Regions from separate parts of the Mus musculus genome. Here region 1 is linked to region 2. Evidence: chromatin contacts called from public Hi-C data. All regions are on one chromosome and are shown on one strand. The core of a region is the stretch at or near the end of the contact, and the rest is flanking DNA. Distances in the headings are between cores, read along the strand shown. Region 1 overlaps Wwp2 (WW domain containing E3 ubiquitin protein ligase 2). Region 2 overlaps Wwp2 (WW domain containing E3 ubiquitin protein ligase 2).

Region 1 (7,569 bases), core at 1,036-3,535, 71 kb after region 2:
GGTTTTCTTTTAAACTAATTCAGTAAGTAAATTATCTTTGTGTGGCAGCCATGTTTAATCCACAGTTCAAGTATGTTAGTTTGAAAAGGGCACTTTGAAGCTATTCCCATGAATCAGTGGCAGTAGGAAAAGTTCTCTTTTTTTGTGTGTCTCATTTCAGTTTTTAGTTTAAAATTATTATTGTCCTTTTTTTGTTTATCTTGAAGCTTAATAAAATGGCACATAATTAGGACATTTTAAGCATTTTTGACATTTATATAAAAGAATTTCTGATAAGGTTAATATATCCAGGTGTTCACCAAAGAAACATGGATGTAATATACACGTAATTTTTTGTAACTGATCTGTTCTTGCTCATTTATAATCAGTAGAAGCAACTGTCTAGATACTGGGGCAGCCCTGATTTGAGTCTGTAACTTATAATTTAATTCAGTACCCTAGTTTCATATTATGCCATTAGGATTTTCTTGATAAGGAGTTATTCCCTTGTTTCTCTCTGAGCAGCGTCTGGACCCTGAGCTCCCTTTGCAGACTGAAGGCACTGCAGTCAGACCATGTACTGCTGATAAAGCCTCTGGTAGCAATAAAATGCTGTCCTTAAACAAACAAAAAAAGAAAGAAAGAAAGCTGAGGTGGGAGGACTGCTTCAAGTTTGAGGCTAGGCTACACAGAATGCCCCTGCCTCAGTAAATAAATACAAAAGACAGAAGGGAGTAGATAGGGCGCAGTAGTTAAGAGTGTTTATGTCTTGCAGAGGACCCTGGTTAAGTTCTCAGCATCCACATAGTGCTCGACATCTATTACTGAAGTTCCAAGGGATATATGGCCCTCTTTTGATCTCTACAGGCACCACACACACACACACACACGATGCACATACATACATGCAGACAAAACATACTTGTATCAAAAGAGTTTTTTAAAGCCAAACATGCATGAGCTAGACCACCATCGGATGCCTAGATATCAAATGACTCCCACGTTCTGTGTTGATTCCAGGAGACAGAGACTGGCTGCCTTGCAGTTTTACTGACCAGTTCACCTCTGTCAGTTCCAAAGCCTTCTCCCTTTCTCATTCCCCCACCCCCGTCTTATTTTGGGGCGTGAGGACTTAAAAACAGGTCTGTGTTCTAGCTAAGTACACAAAACCTAGCTCTTTGCCCTTCCAAAGGGTTCTTTTCCCACTTGCTGAGGAAACATTATATTTTGATAAAATTATGAGGAACTTTCACCTGATACACAAAAGTTTCATAGTAAAGTTTTTGTTGTTTTGTTTTCTTGAGATAGGATCACACTATATAGCCTGGCTGTCTGGGAACTCACTATGTAGACCAGGGTAGTGCCAAACTCCACAGCATTCTGCCTCTATGGTGCCAAGCTGTTGAGTGACTTCTTTCATTAATGAGATGTGGGTGGCACTTCTCATGTTGGTCACCATGGGTTTCATTCCTTCACTGTCACGTGTCATTCATACCGTGAATGTTCTGTAGCAGACCCATTGCATTCCTGAGGTGAGCTGCGCGCTGATGGTCCAGCCGCTTGCCAGTGTCTGCGTAGCTTTGTCCTATGACCTCAGGCGGGCCCCTAGGAGACACTCCTGGAAGCTAGATTGGTGTGCACAGGAGGGTTTCTTAGGTTTTGAGACAGTTCTTGCCGTGAGGCACAGCTTGGGGCTTGATCCTCTTGCTCTGTCCCAACCACTGGGATAGCAGACACACAAACACACACATACACCCATACCCAAGCACACTTTTGTTTTAAAAATGTAAAATGTTCAAATTCAGACACACAAATGGTCTGTGCCCAAAGGTCCCCAACACTCTTTGGTCCCTCAGCCATTTTGGTCCCAGTCAGTTGCTTTCAGTACTGGAGCTATTCAGACCTGTCACCACACCAGCAACTCCCCATTGTTAGGTCTCAGGCCCTCCAGATGACTTCTGGTGGAGAAATGAAAACCTCTGGGACTTGTGAAATGAGTGTTCCACCCTCAAAGGTTGTCCCTCGCCACAGCTACTCTTCGTACTTAGAACCCTCCCGACGTGTGCTCTCAGTATTTTCTAGTCTCTGCTCTCTGGTGTGCACTCTCTCTCCCTTCCCCTCTCCTCTCCACCTTCCCCACCACCCCACTACCACCACCCCCACCCCACCCCCGTGCCTTCTCTCCTGCTTCCTAACTCTGGCCATGTCCCATCTGCTTTCATTTCTTCCCAGATGCTTTCTAATCGTCTTTAATGGAGAGGTCACGTCAGCAGTTTCTTTACTGTGCCCCACACACACTCGTGACCTCGTCAGGCATGGGCTACAGTGTCTGGTTTCCCTTTCCTGTCTTCCGATTACCCTTACTTACGCTGTGTAGCAGCACGTTATAAATGCTTCCCGTTTCCCCAGTTTGAGCCTTGCTTAGTGCTTTGCACAGTCAGCCTCTGACCGAAAGCATCGAGATCTAGGCTTTAAACTGGGCTTCTATTTTGTGCGGCTTTATTGTTATTTACATCAGAAAAGTGAAGCAAGAATTTGCTGTGCCATTTTGGAAGCCTCGGTTTGATTTCTTTCGGCTTTGTTGTAACTCTCTGTGCATGGGGGTGGGGGGTACATGTGAGTACTAGGCTGCAAGCCCCTGTATGTGCACATGCTGTGGACAGAGCAAGTGTCTCCCGCTGCAGCTCCGCACAGTTGCTGGTTTGAGATGGGCTGTCATGGAGCCAGAAGCTGTTTTAGCAAAGCAGGTTGGCCAGCCGGCCAGCTCCCACATCTGCCTGTCTCTGCCTCTCAATGCTGGGGCGGCAAGTTCTGAGCAGCCATTCAAGCTTTTTGCATGGGTGCTGGACATTCAGGCTCAGGTCCTCAAGCATTCTGACCCACTGAGACACCTCCCCAGCCCTGTTCATTTTTGAGACAAGCGCTCATTCAGGTTAACCCAGGTTAACCCCAAACTTGTTCCGTAGCTGAGGCTGGCTTTGAACAGCTGCTTCTCCTGCCTTCACCTCAAGAGTGATGACGTCAGGAGCACATGCCTTGGCAGGTGTAACAGATTTATAAGATTTTTGTTACATTTTAAACTAATTTATGGGGGGAGGGGGCACCCATGCCCTTGCATAAGTGTGGAGGTCAGAGGACAACTTGCAGGTGGGTTCAGAGAATCAATCAAATCAAAATCAGCCTTGGTGGCAAGCGCCTTTACCTCCTAAGCTGTTTCCCCTGCTCCACTCGCCCTCTTCCGTGCAGGGTCTCAGGGATCCCAGGCTGGCCTTGAACTTGCTAGCGAGCCGAGAATGACCTTGACCTTTGTTTTTCCCTCCCTCGGCTTCCAAGTGCTGGGCTTGCACAACAGAGGCTGGGGGCTGAGCTCTGGGCTTTGTGAATAATAGGCAAGCACACGCAATATCAACGGAGCTACATCCTCAGCTCCCATTCCAATGTCTTCATTGTAGCAACCAAGTGACACAAGCAAACCACAAAAAGAAAAACACGAAGGTTCCATTTATATGAAGTGGCCAGAACTGCAGATAAAAAGTAAATAGTAATTGCCAAGAGTGGGGGAAGGGGGTTGCTGTCTACTGGATATAAATTTCAGGGTGTTTTTATTGTTTGTTTAGTTTGGGTTGTTTTTTCTCTTGTTACTGAGGTTTTTTGTTTTTTGTTTTTTTTTTTTTAGACTTTAAACATGAGCACATTGTCTCATTACTTTCTCTCCCACTCCTGTGATCCCGCCTCAAGTCCATTCTTTATTGTCACATACACAGTATGTGTGTGCACTCAGGGTACTGTGGCAGAAGGACTGGGGCTTACCGTTAGTCTAGCCTATATAGTCCAATGTTGCATGGGCCATATAGCAGGTGTCTGTCTCAAAATGTCAACAATAAAAAGAACAGGTGTGCTTGGGTGCACCTGTAATTCCTTCCGCTGTTAAAAGCATCTTCAGCTACATAACTGATTTAAAGGCTAGCCTGGGCTACACGAGACCTGCCTCAACAAACCAGCAACAGCAAAAACCGGGAAATGCTTTGTTTTTGCATTCCCCGATAACATTGTCCTCATTGTCAGACTTGAGAAATCCCTACCACCTGTCGCTGCTTACCCTGGAATGTCTTTCAAACACCTTTCTATACATTTGTGCTACTTAGGGGTAGAGCTCAGGTCTACAGACGTGGCAGATAAAGGCTGGTTTTTATCAACTTGACGTGAGCTTAGACACAGTAGGGAAAACACCTCCATAGATAAGATTGGGTAAGTCTGTGGGGCATCTTCTTGTCTAATGACGAATGTGGGACGGTCCAGCCCATCGTAGGCAGTATGACCCTTGGGCAGGTGGTCCTGGACAGTATAAGCAGGTTGTGTTCCTTCACGGCTTCTATTCTTTTATATATATATATATTTTTTTTTTTCATACAAGCTGGGCGTGGTGGCGCATGCCTTTAATCCCAGCACTTGGGAGGCAGAGGCAGGCAGATTTCTGAGTTTGAAGCCAGCCTGGTCTACAAAGTGAGTTCCAGGACAGCCAGGGAAACCCTGTCTGGAAAAACCAATAAATAAATAAATAAATAAATAAATAAATAAAGTGTATTCATACAAATATGTGTGCAATAACAATGAATGTGAAAAATAAGAGGCCGTGAATGTGAAGGAGAGCAAAATGGTATATATGGAGGGCTTGGGGGATGGAAGGGATGGAAGAGATACTGTAATTAAATTAAAATATCAAAGATAGAAGAAGGGAGAGACTCATAGTGGGACCCTTTGGTCTAGCTAAGAATTTACAGCACTAAAAGAAGTAGGGTATCCCAGGGTTAAAGGTTCCAACCATGAGTTGCTTCTACTGGTGCCGGGCTGCAAGGCATCCCTTAAGACACTGGGCTTTGACTCTTGATCCTCATACATCACACTGAGATATAAACTACTCAGCAAAGGTCAACATGAAAGCTATATTCAGGGTGATTCATTTGAAGCTACAAACAAGCCAATCAGGATGCTTAAGGAGGCAAAATCTGTCTCAATGATGTACAAAATAAAATTTGATATGCCTTGATGCTGTACAAAAAAAAAGTAGGTTGCAAAAAATTAGGGCCTACATTAAGGACTGGTTTAACTTAGTACCTGTGACAAGAGATGTGAATCTAAAGAAAGAAGAGTCTAAAGGAAAAGAAAGGACATGAACTAAGGTAATAATAAATGAAGCCCAGGAGAAGGAAGGGATTGCTAGAAACTGCCAACTAATAAAGGAGTGAAACCTGGAACGTTCTGGAAGGAGGTAGCTCGGTGGCTTCTCCTCACAGGCGGGAACGCCACCGAGGATGAACTTTAGATTCACTGGAGACAGGTACTGAAGTATCCAGCCATAAACAGAATAGGTGAGATCAGACCTATGGGGAAGCACAAAGATACTGAAAAGTTAGCTCAGTGTGGAAGAAGAGACATGGCTTCTATTCTTTTTTTTTTTTTTTTAAGATTTATTTATTATTATATGTGAGTACACTGTAGCTGACCTCAGACACACCAGAAGAGGGCATCAGGTCTCATTATGGGTGGTTGTGAGCCACCATGTGGTTGCCGGGATTTGAACTCGGGACCTTCAGAGGAGCAGTCAGTGCTCTTACCTACTGAGCCATCTCGCCAGCCCATGGCTTCTATTCTTGACTTCAGGTTCCTGCCTTGAGTTCCTGCCCTGACTTCCCTCAGTGATGGAATGTAACCTGAGAGTTGTAAGCTGAAATAAGCCCTTTCTTCACATTGCTTTCAGTCATTGTGTTTTTATCACAGTAGAGACCCCAACTAAGGGGCTTCTTCAATTCCCTGAGCCATCCTGGTGGCCCTCTGCTGATGTACCCCTGGGGCAGGCGGACTTGTTAGGCGGTCCTCAATGCTCTCTTCCCGATGCTCACAGCTCTGTGAAATGACTCTTTCCTTGCGTGTGGACTCGTTTAGCACCTGTTTGCAGCCAACACACCACAATAACAGTAATGGGATGTCCTGGCTGGAATTAAATCTCAGACACCTGTGGCCTGGTTCCCAGCCCATCCTCCTCATTACCTTTCCTTAGCACTCTAAGAATGAGACTGGTGCAGTGGAGTACCCTCGTGGCAAACAATGGAGGGCCGATTCCTGTCAACTAGCTAGCAAAAGAGAAAGGATGCCCAGGAGCCCAGGAGCCCTTGGATCCTGCTAATGGTCACATGAACGTGTAACTGGCTCCTTTGCCCCTTGACCCTTCAGACGCCAACAGCCCAGTGGGCAGCTGGATTGCAGCCCGTGACCAACTCTGAGCAGAGGTCCCAGGTAAGCTGTGGTTGGAGTTGCTGACCCACAACAGCTGTGAGATGGGAAGATGCTGTTTTGAGCAGCTCTCATCATAGAGTAACTTGTTATTCAGCTCTAGATGACCTCTACACTCAATCAGATCAAATGGGTTTCCATTACCTTCGCTTCAATTGCCTGGTACCTGAAAGTGGCCATGGTTCTTTGCAAATGTAAGGCTCGTGGTGTGCAGAAAACATGTTGGGCATGATAGGGCACACCTTTAATTCTAGCACTTGAGAGGCAGACACAAGAGGATCTCTGTGAGTTTGAGGCCAGCCAGGGCTACGTAGTGACACCCTGTCTCAATAAGAGACCAAAGAAGAAAGCAAGCAAGCCAACATCTTGTTAACCTGTCCTCCATGCAGAAAGTGAAGGGTGCCGGAACTCGGTGTCACCTCTGTCCCTGCATCCAGTCCTCACCGGCACCCTTTGCCTAGAGCTCTGCCTAGCCTGGGATTGCAGGTGGCCTCAGATGCCATTAGGATTTATCTGGACCTCCAGCCAGACCCAGTTCTCGATGGTCAACCCATTCTCTCAAGGACAATTTTGAGTCCATTTCCTGTGTAATTACAGGGTATGCAACCAAGAAAACACTATTATTACAGCAGTAAGTTAACCCAAAGAATGGTCTTTGCAGCCCTGGACTCCCTCTGAGGGTGACTTGGGGGCACAGTTTCTGCTCCAGGGGCTGCCTATGGACATCTGCACCCTAGTAGGTGGTGGGTCAGGAAGCGTTGTTATTTTCTGGAGGGAGTTCATTTCACCTCTGAAATTTCAGAGCTTACAATGGTAGTTGTTTTCTTATTGCCTGTAATTGCTTCATGCTGACTAAAGCGTGGAGTGGGTGGTAAGTGTCCTGTGCATGAAGTGGTGCAAATTGTCGCCTTGTCCTGCTTTCTTTTTTTTTTTTTTTGGTTTTTCGAGACAGGGTTTCTCTGTATAGTCCTGGCTGTCCTGGAACTCACTTTGTAGACCAGGCTGGCCTCGAACTCGAGTGCTGGGATTAAAGGTGTGCGCCACCACGCCCGGCTCTTGTCCTGCTTTCAAAGTGACATTGTTTAGGGGTATAGGGACAGGTTCTTCTACACTGCCGATTAAAGAACCAAAAGGGAGGAAAGAAGTGTTATTTCTTTGGGGGTGGGGTTGTCCCAGGAAACCCATTATATAATAACTGGGAGATCAGTGCCCTCTCTTAGGGTTCTCAGTTTCATTAATAAAAGATTTTACTGAAGTCGGGAACCTGTGGAAGAGTTGGGGAAAGGATTGAAGGAACTG
Region 2 (6,792 bases), core at 1,362-3,861:
AACTCTTCATCCTTTTACCTCCCAGCTGCTGAAACTGTACACATGTGTTCACCACATCTGGATTAACAATATCTTTTTTCTTTTAAAGATTAATTAATTTACTTTGTATATGAGTACACTGTAGCTTTCTTTGGACACACCAGAGAGGGCACCAGATCCCATTACAGGTTGTTGTGAGCCACCATGTGGTTGCTGGGATTTGAACTCAGGACCTCTGGAAGAGCAGTCAGTGCTCTTAACCGCTAAGCCATCTCTCCAGCCCAACAATATTTTTTAATAAAAACCACATATTTATTTGTTTCTCTCTATATTTTGTGTGTGTATGTGAGTGCCTAGTTCTCCTGTGGAGGTCAGAGGATTATTCTCTGGATCCCAACGTATCGGTCCTAGGCATCCCACTCAGGTTACCCGGCTTGGTGATGAGGGCCTTAACTTGCTGAGCCATCTCACCAAGCCTGACAAATACCTTTTTAATTGATACCTTTATAGGTAAAAATAGAAAAAAATGATTGAGAAAAGTGGGGTTCTATGACATGTACTTGTAGCCCCTGCTACTGTGGAAGGCTAAGGCAGGAGGATCACTAGAGCCACGAGGCTAGCCTGAGAAATACAAGGAGACTATGTTCCAATAAAAACAAAACAAAACAAATAAAATAAAATGGATGGGAACAAATAATCGTGAAATCAGAAGAACCGTTGACTTTGGAGGAGGAGACAGGGATACTAATGAAAGGCTTCAGAAGAAGTCTCAGGCCATGCTCTGTTCATTACATGCTGGGCTGCGGGGTGCTGGGTTCTAGAGGATTCTAGAGGATTCTAGAGGATTCTAGATGCTCAAAGGTTCTGTAATAGCTGCTTAGGTCTTTTCTGCCTGGTTTACACGTGTAATCGGGTAGAGTGGTTCTAGGGGGTGCTCCATGCTGGCCTCTTAGGACACCCTGTGGGACTTAGGGTCCAGGTGACAGCCTGCCCCCTCCAGGTAACATCCTTAATCTTGGTGGCCTGAGAGGGCTGGTTACACGCCATTTCATATTTGATTAGGGAAGAAACAAGTATGAGTTGCCCCAGGCTTGTGCACATTGGCATGCACTGTATATGCATTGGCATGCACTGTATATATATATATATATATATATATATATATATATATATATATATGCAGCGTTTCATGCCCGTGGAGGAGCTGGTATATGGTGAAGGCCTGGGGAGAGCATAGAAGGACATTCATGGTTTGTTTCTGTTGCTGGAACAAGGCTGGCTTTGGACACTTGCCAGCTAGGTTGGGAAGGACTCCCATGTCCTTGGTACTGTGCACCATCATGCAGGGTCCCCTCTCTCTATAGTGAGTTCAGTCTTAGTGATGTGAGGGAGCTCATGGAGCCGGCAGACACATGCAGGAGAGGAAGCCAGCGTGGCAGGGCAGTGAGCAGAGTGGACTAGGAGGGTTTCCTTTGTCCACATGTTCAGGACAGTGCCACTGATCCTAGGCGCTAAGGAGACCCAGTGGAATGTGCGCAGAGGGAAGAGGGACTGAGTAGAAAGGGTGACCCCCAGTGCTGCAGCCTTCCTTAGGGTCTCCTAGAGGTTAGAAATGGTCTCGAAACTCCAGGCTGGAATAGGAAAGCCAAGAAAGTCTGGCTTCCTTTGTGGTGTGCTGTTTCTGGATCACCTGTGATCCTCTCTCTTCTTTCTTCTTCTGTGTTGTGTGAGGTGAGTGGTGGGAGGGAACCCAGTCGGTGTACTGTCCGTGTGGGCCCTTTTCCTTCTCAGCCCAACCTTGTGGGGCCTTGGATGTGAACCTCTGGGAAGGTTCCTAGATAAGGAAATGAGTCAGCATAAAAGAATCGAGTCTTTATTTCCTTTTAGTTTCATGAAATTGTTAGTTTCCCCCATAGTGTTAGGGATGGAATTAAATGTTTGACATACTGTAGGCAGGTGCTGTGCTCTTGATCTGTATGTACCCCAGTCACCTGAGTTGTCTAGGTTGGCCTTCAATTCACTCTTCTACGGGGGTGGCCTTGAACTTGTGATCTCCTGCCTCAGCCTCCCGAATAGTTGGATTTACAGGCCTGTGTCACCAGGCCTGGTGGAGCTTTTCATTAGAAGGTCTCTGCAAGGGATCGTGGTTAGGAAGCTGGGTGTGGGGCTCAGCGTATTTTCCTTTGTCATGTCTGTATCAGTTTATTTTGAATATAGTGGATGTGAATGCTTTCTGATGCTGGGAGCTGAACCTAGAGCCTTGACCATGTCAGGCGGGCACTCTAGCTATAAGCTATACTCTCAGCACTTCATATGTGTTGTGCATGCGTGAGAGATAAAGGTCCTAAGGCCTTGGATTTCCTCAGGGCCCTCCAGATAGCATTTGAACATGTTCTTCACAGTGACATTCTAACTATGGCCGTTTTAGGACATCCTGGTAGTGGTTTTCTGTCTCCCTCTGTGACCCTTCTTTTTTGTCTTGCTATGACGAAAACCTCTTAGATTTATTAGCTCCCTTGACTTGGCATTAGTAACCCCCCTCCCCCAAGACTGGAAAGAGCTGTATTCTGGGAAGCCTGTACAGCCCAGAGCCTCTGGTGAGCTCTGAATAGCTCATGGGCTGTGTCTGCAGACAGCGGATCCCAGAAAGGAAAGACAAATAAACTCAGACGGGTGTGAGTCTGCTGGGAAGCCCGGGGGGTGGGGGGGTGGCCTAAGGGAGAATGGGGAAGCAAAGCTGACAGGGAGAGAGGCGCTTTGGGACCTGAGCCATTCTCCAGTCTCTGCTGGCTACTGCCACTCCTTCTTCCATGGAGCTGACCAAAGCTGACCTGGAGATGTTCCCTTGTCAGCCTGAAATGAAATAGAGTTTAGCACCTTTATGCTTCCCCTTAAAAGCTGGCTATGGTCTCATTCTCATTAGTGACGCTGGAAAGAAGAAAGGAATCTGTGTACATGCAGATTCATCATTCAGCAGTGACAGACGCAGTCCCTGCTCCCAGGGAGTCTTCAGGCTGTCTTCTGAGCTGTTGAGATCATGGACAAGCATTTGGGGCATTTTCAAAAGTAATTATGAAGATTGGTACCATCTAAATATGCACGTTGATGCACCAGTTATCTCTTAGTAAAAGTGACACTGTACATTTACTTATTTATATCTGTTTATTTTAGAACTAGCTATTTGACATTTCCTCTGTAGGAAAGGAGCCAAGGGAGAGGTAGTGTGGCCCAAAAAGCTGAGTAGGACTGAGGGTAAGGAAAGCCAGACTCACAGAAGTCATGGCGACAAAAATATAGAAAGGCACAGAACCTGATACCGAGGATGTTGTAACAAGACACTGGGCAACAACCACAAGTGCTAGTGTGTACACACCAAGTGTTTATACATCAGCATACCCATAGTGTGAACAAACCCAAGTGCCAGGACTATTGATGTGCCAGTGTGTACACAGCCAAGAGTGGAACATTCAAAGATACTTTGAAAGAGTTTGCTGATCTAGTGAAGTGGGGAACAGGGATGTCCCTCTATGCAGAGTGCTCTGCATGGACAAAGATAGAGAAAATAAGAGAGCTTGGCTTACTCAGGGACAGGAGTCCTTTGGTCATACTCCATGGGGGTGATTGCTGTAGCAGCCCTAACCCAAAAGCCTGAACCCAAAAGCCCCTGCTGTCATCTGGTTTGTTTTTATAAGAGCCATTTTACGTTCCCAGCAGAATTGGCAGGAGCACAGAAGTCCTTATTCACCTTTGCAGCCCTTGATCAGCCTATGTTTGAGGGAGGCTGGTGACACACTGTTCTCACTCAGAGGCAATTGTTTATGCTAGGGCTCTGGCTTGGTGATGTCCATTCTGAGGGTTTTGACGAATTCATGGTGTGTGTCCACCGTTACAGCCTCATGTGTTTCATTTAGTCAGCCCTCCTTGCTCTCCCTGGCTCTGGCACTGGTCCTTTCACTTCTTTATAGTTTTCCTTTCCTGGAATTCTGTGCACTGTGGGGCCACTTTCACACTGGTTTCATTGACTCAGAGTACAGTTGATTTCCGTTGAATACTGAATAGTATTTCAGTGTTTGCATCCAGCATGTTTGATTTATCTACTCACTTACTGAAGCGTACCTTAGTTGATCCTAAGTTTTGCTAACTATGAATAAAGCTGCAGTTAGCATTGGCTTCTCAGCAGTGCAGCCTTTATACACAGAACTTTCCCAAAAGGGAGGCTGGGAGTCCTCTGGTGCCTGCGAGAGGGGAGCTATGTGGGAATGCCCGGCACTGTACATTTAAGACTAAAATCAGAAACCAACTGATAGGATTTCTGGTCCTCAAAGAAATGTACACTTTTACCCCCTAAGACAGGGTCTCACTGTGTAGCTCTGGCTGTCCTGAAATTCACTATATAGACCAGGCTGGCTCAAAGCTCTGCTTACCTGCCCTCTGTCTCACAAGTGCCAGAATTAAAGGCACATGCCACCACCTGGCTGACTTTTTTTTTTGGTCTTGGGAACTTTAGTATCTGTGACAAAGCCCTTTGAGTCATGCTCCTTCCCTGCCAGTCTGCCCCTTGTCAGTCTGTGGCCAGCAGGTTCCATAGCATAGCTCCCATGCCACCCTGTGGTGAAACCTACTCTGTCCCCCAAACCAGCAGCACCAGAGGCCAGAGCCATCAGGGTAGAGTGCAGGAATGTGTCAGGAGCCACCTGGCTGGGGACAGTTCCCACACAGACCTTGGTCCTGTGTAGGTGACCCTGCAGTGCCACACAGGATGTTATGTGTTGGGCCTGGCTGACTCTTAATACTTTTAAGTCTCCACAGCCTGGACCAGAACAAGTCTCCATATGAAAACAGGCCATCCCGACTAAAAAATAAACCTAGTTCAGACCATTTGGACATCATAATTTCAACTGCTGGCTTCCTGTTCTCGAGTCTATATTGGCTTTGTTTGCTTGCTTGTTTAAATGATCAATGAGGATACCCAGCAGTCATGGAGCATGCCTTTAATCCCAGCACCTGGGAGGCAGAGACAGGCAGATCTCTGAGTTCCAGGCCAGCCTGGTCTACACAGAGAAACCCTATCTTGAAAAAATCAGCGAGGACTACCCTTGAGCAGTGGTAGAATAGAGATGAGACCGAAAAAAAATACTTGAAGCTACCTAGATGTAGTCATGGAGGAGACTGGAGAATGAGAAATAGAGGGTATCTCAGACTCACAAAGTGTGGTGGTGTCTACAGAGAAAGGAACCTCAGGGAAGGGGGTGTTTGTCACATCCCCTGCAGTGTTGGCTTGGCTGTGGGAAACATCATCCTCACCTCAGAGACACAGGCATGGGCAACAAGGCCGAGATAAGTGTGGCCACAATTTAGAATGCAGGACTGATAGATAGTATAGGACTTGTCAGCTCAAGAAATCTGTGGCTAAAAGGGAAAGGTCTAGAGAGAAGCCAGTGAGAAGAACTCGGGTCTTGGAGGAATGGCTCCTTAGTCAAAACATGGGCAGCTTGGTGTGTGTGTGGGAAGATGTGAGCAGAGCCGACTGCTAATGCTCTGAGCAGACATGGGTGGGAAGACAAGCAGGTGCGCAGCGCAAGCTGGAGTGCTTGCTCCTGGCAGTGCTTGGTGTGATGAGGTCTGACTTTTCCTTCAGGTTCTCTGGAGTGACGTAGCTCTCTGGAAGGTACCATAGTTACTGGAGGTGGTAATTGGGGTTTGACTTAGTGACTGTCTTGTGATAGCCAACATAATAGCATAAAAGGAGTGGCTCCTTTCAAATGCCAAAACAATTCTATATTTGAGGCTCCCCCCCTCCCGTTTTGTCATAGAACTAAAACCTAAATATTATATTATTTTATGGTCTCATTAAGTTATTATACCTTATTAGAAATTAAATGAAGATACTGGTTTCAACATTCTTTGTGCCTCCCATCTTTCTAGTTCCTCATTAGTTCACCTCACTCTGGAATCTGTTTCCAGCATTCTGTCACCCAGAAACCCACTCATGCCACCTGTAGGTTTAATACTGTGACCTAGTCCTAGACGTTCTGCGCCTCGCATTCTATGGGAGTCTCAGAGTGTTCCTTTTTCTTCTAATTTCATTCAAATTTATTATTTAAAGAAGTGGTGGCATATGCCTGTAATCCAGAGATGGAGGTAAGGCCAGCTTGAGTACCTAGCAGACCTTGTCTTATTGCCTCTTCTCGATAGTTTGATTTATGCAAAGAATTTTATGTATTCCATAAAAGTGGAACAAAGTATTCAAGAGAGGCATCATGGAAAGGTGATATAGGAGGCTTAGGGCTAGGGATTGAACATTGAAGGAGTGAGCGAAATCACGTGTGTATGGGGTTGGTGGGTGGGGTGTGGGTGCTGGGGATGAAGCCAGGCCCTCTTGCATGCTGGGAAGCTGTCTACCACTGAGCTGCATCCCCAGCCACATCTTTCTTTTTAAACTTATTTAGCCTGAGTGTCAGGCTCACCTCTGTCTGGGACTCCAGTTCCAGGAGATGCGATGCTCGATGCTCGATGCTCCGATGCTCCGTGTCGGCTGCAGTGGCAGTCAGGTCCAGGAGTTACAGCTCATCTAGCATGCCTGTAGAGAGGATGCATTATCTCATAAAGAAGCTCTACCTTTCTGTTGATAGTGTATGTGTACCACAGTGTGCGTGCACCTTGGATCTCCTTGGGTTTGAAGATGGTCTGATGTGGGTACTGGGTACTGGAAACTAAATTAAAATCTCTAATGCTCTTAACTGCTGAGCCCTTTCTCCTGCTTCTAATTTTAAAAATTGTATAAGAAACCCTTTAGTTTAATATTAGTGAAGC

The links. A called contact is a pair of places that touch in the nucleus more often than the background predicts.
Region 1: a contact with region 2 is called in a Hi-C map of bone marrow-derived macrophages, with 49 read pairs. The contact joins two enhancer-like sites. A contact is called at or near these places in 4 of 39 promoter capture datasets (embryonic stem cells, epiblast stem cells, hippocampal neurons and 1 more), 2 of 15 datasets of contacts at CTCF or cohesin (CD8 T cells and the NIH/3T3 cell line), 8 of 484 Hi-C or Micro-C datasets (the C2C12 cell line, the N1E-115 cell line, bone marrow-derived macrophages and 4 more), 19 of 115 datasets of contacts at active chromatin or transcription factors (DN3 thymocytes, the HPC-7 cell line, the NIH/3T3 cell line and 11 more) and 3 of 9 other capture datasets (adipose tissue, liver and pancreatic islet).

The regions. Positions count from the first base shown.
Region 1 is chr8:107,559,051-107,566,619 of GRCm38.p6, forward strand. It overlaps Wwp2 (WW domain containing E3 ubiquitin protein ligase 2), which reads left to right. Exons shown (of 24, transcript NM_025830.4): 24 at 1-240. Among named protein-coding and RNA genes, the nearest start is that of Mir140, 12 kb to the left of the region's middle. Within about 2 kb of position 2,286, at least 126 of the 459 cell types and tissues checked have an H3K27ac peak or open chromatin away from gene starts, as enhancers often do. A contact at or near this core is called in the HPC-7 cell line, adipose tissue, bone marrow-derived macrophages and 1 more, where this site is marked.
Region 2 is chr8:107,487,465-107,494,256 of GRCm38.p6, forward strand. All of the region lies in intron 6 of Wwp2 (WW domain containing E3 ubiquitin protein ligase 2), which reads left to right. Among named protein-coding and RNA genes, the nearest start is that of Gm51547, 15 kb to the right of the region's middle. Within about 2 kb of position 2,612, at least 97 of the 459 cell types and tissues checked have an H3K27ac peak or open chromatin away from gene starts, as enhancers often do. A contact at or near this core is called in the HPC-7 cell line, adipose tissue, bone marrow-derived macrophages and 1 more, where this site is marked.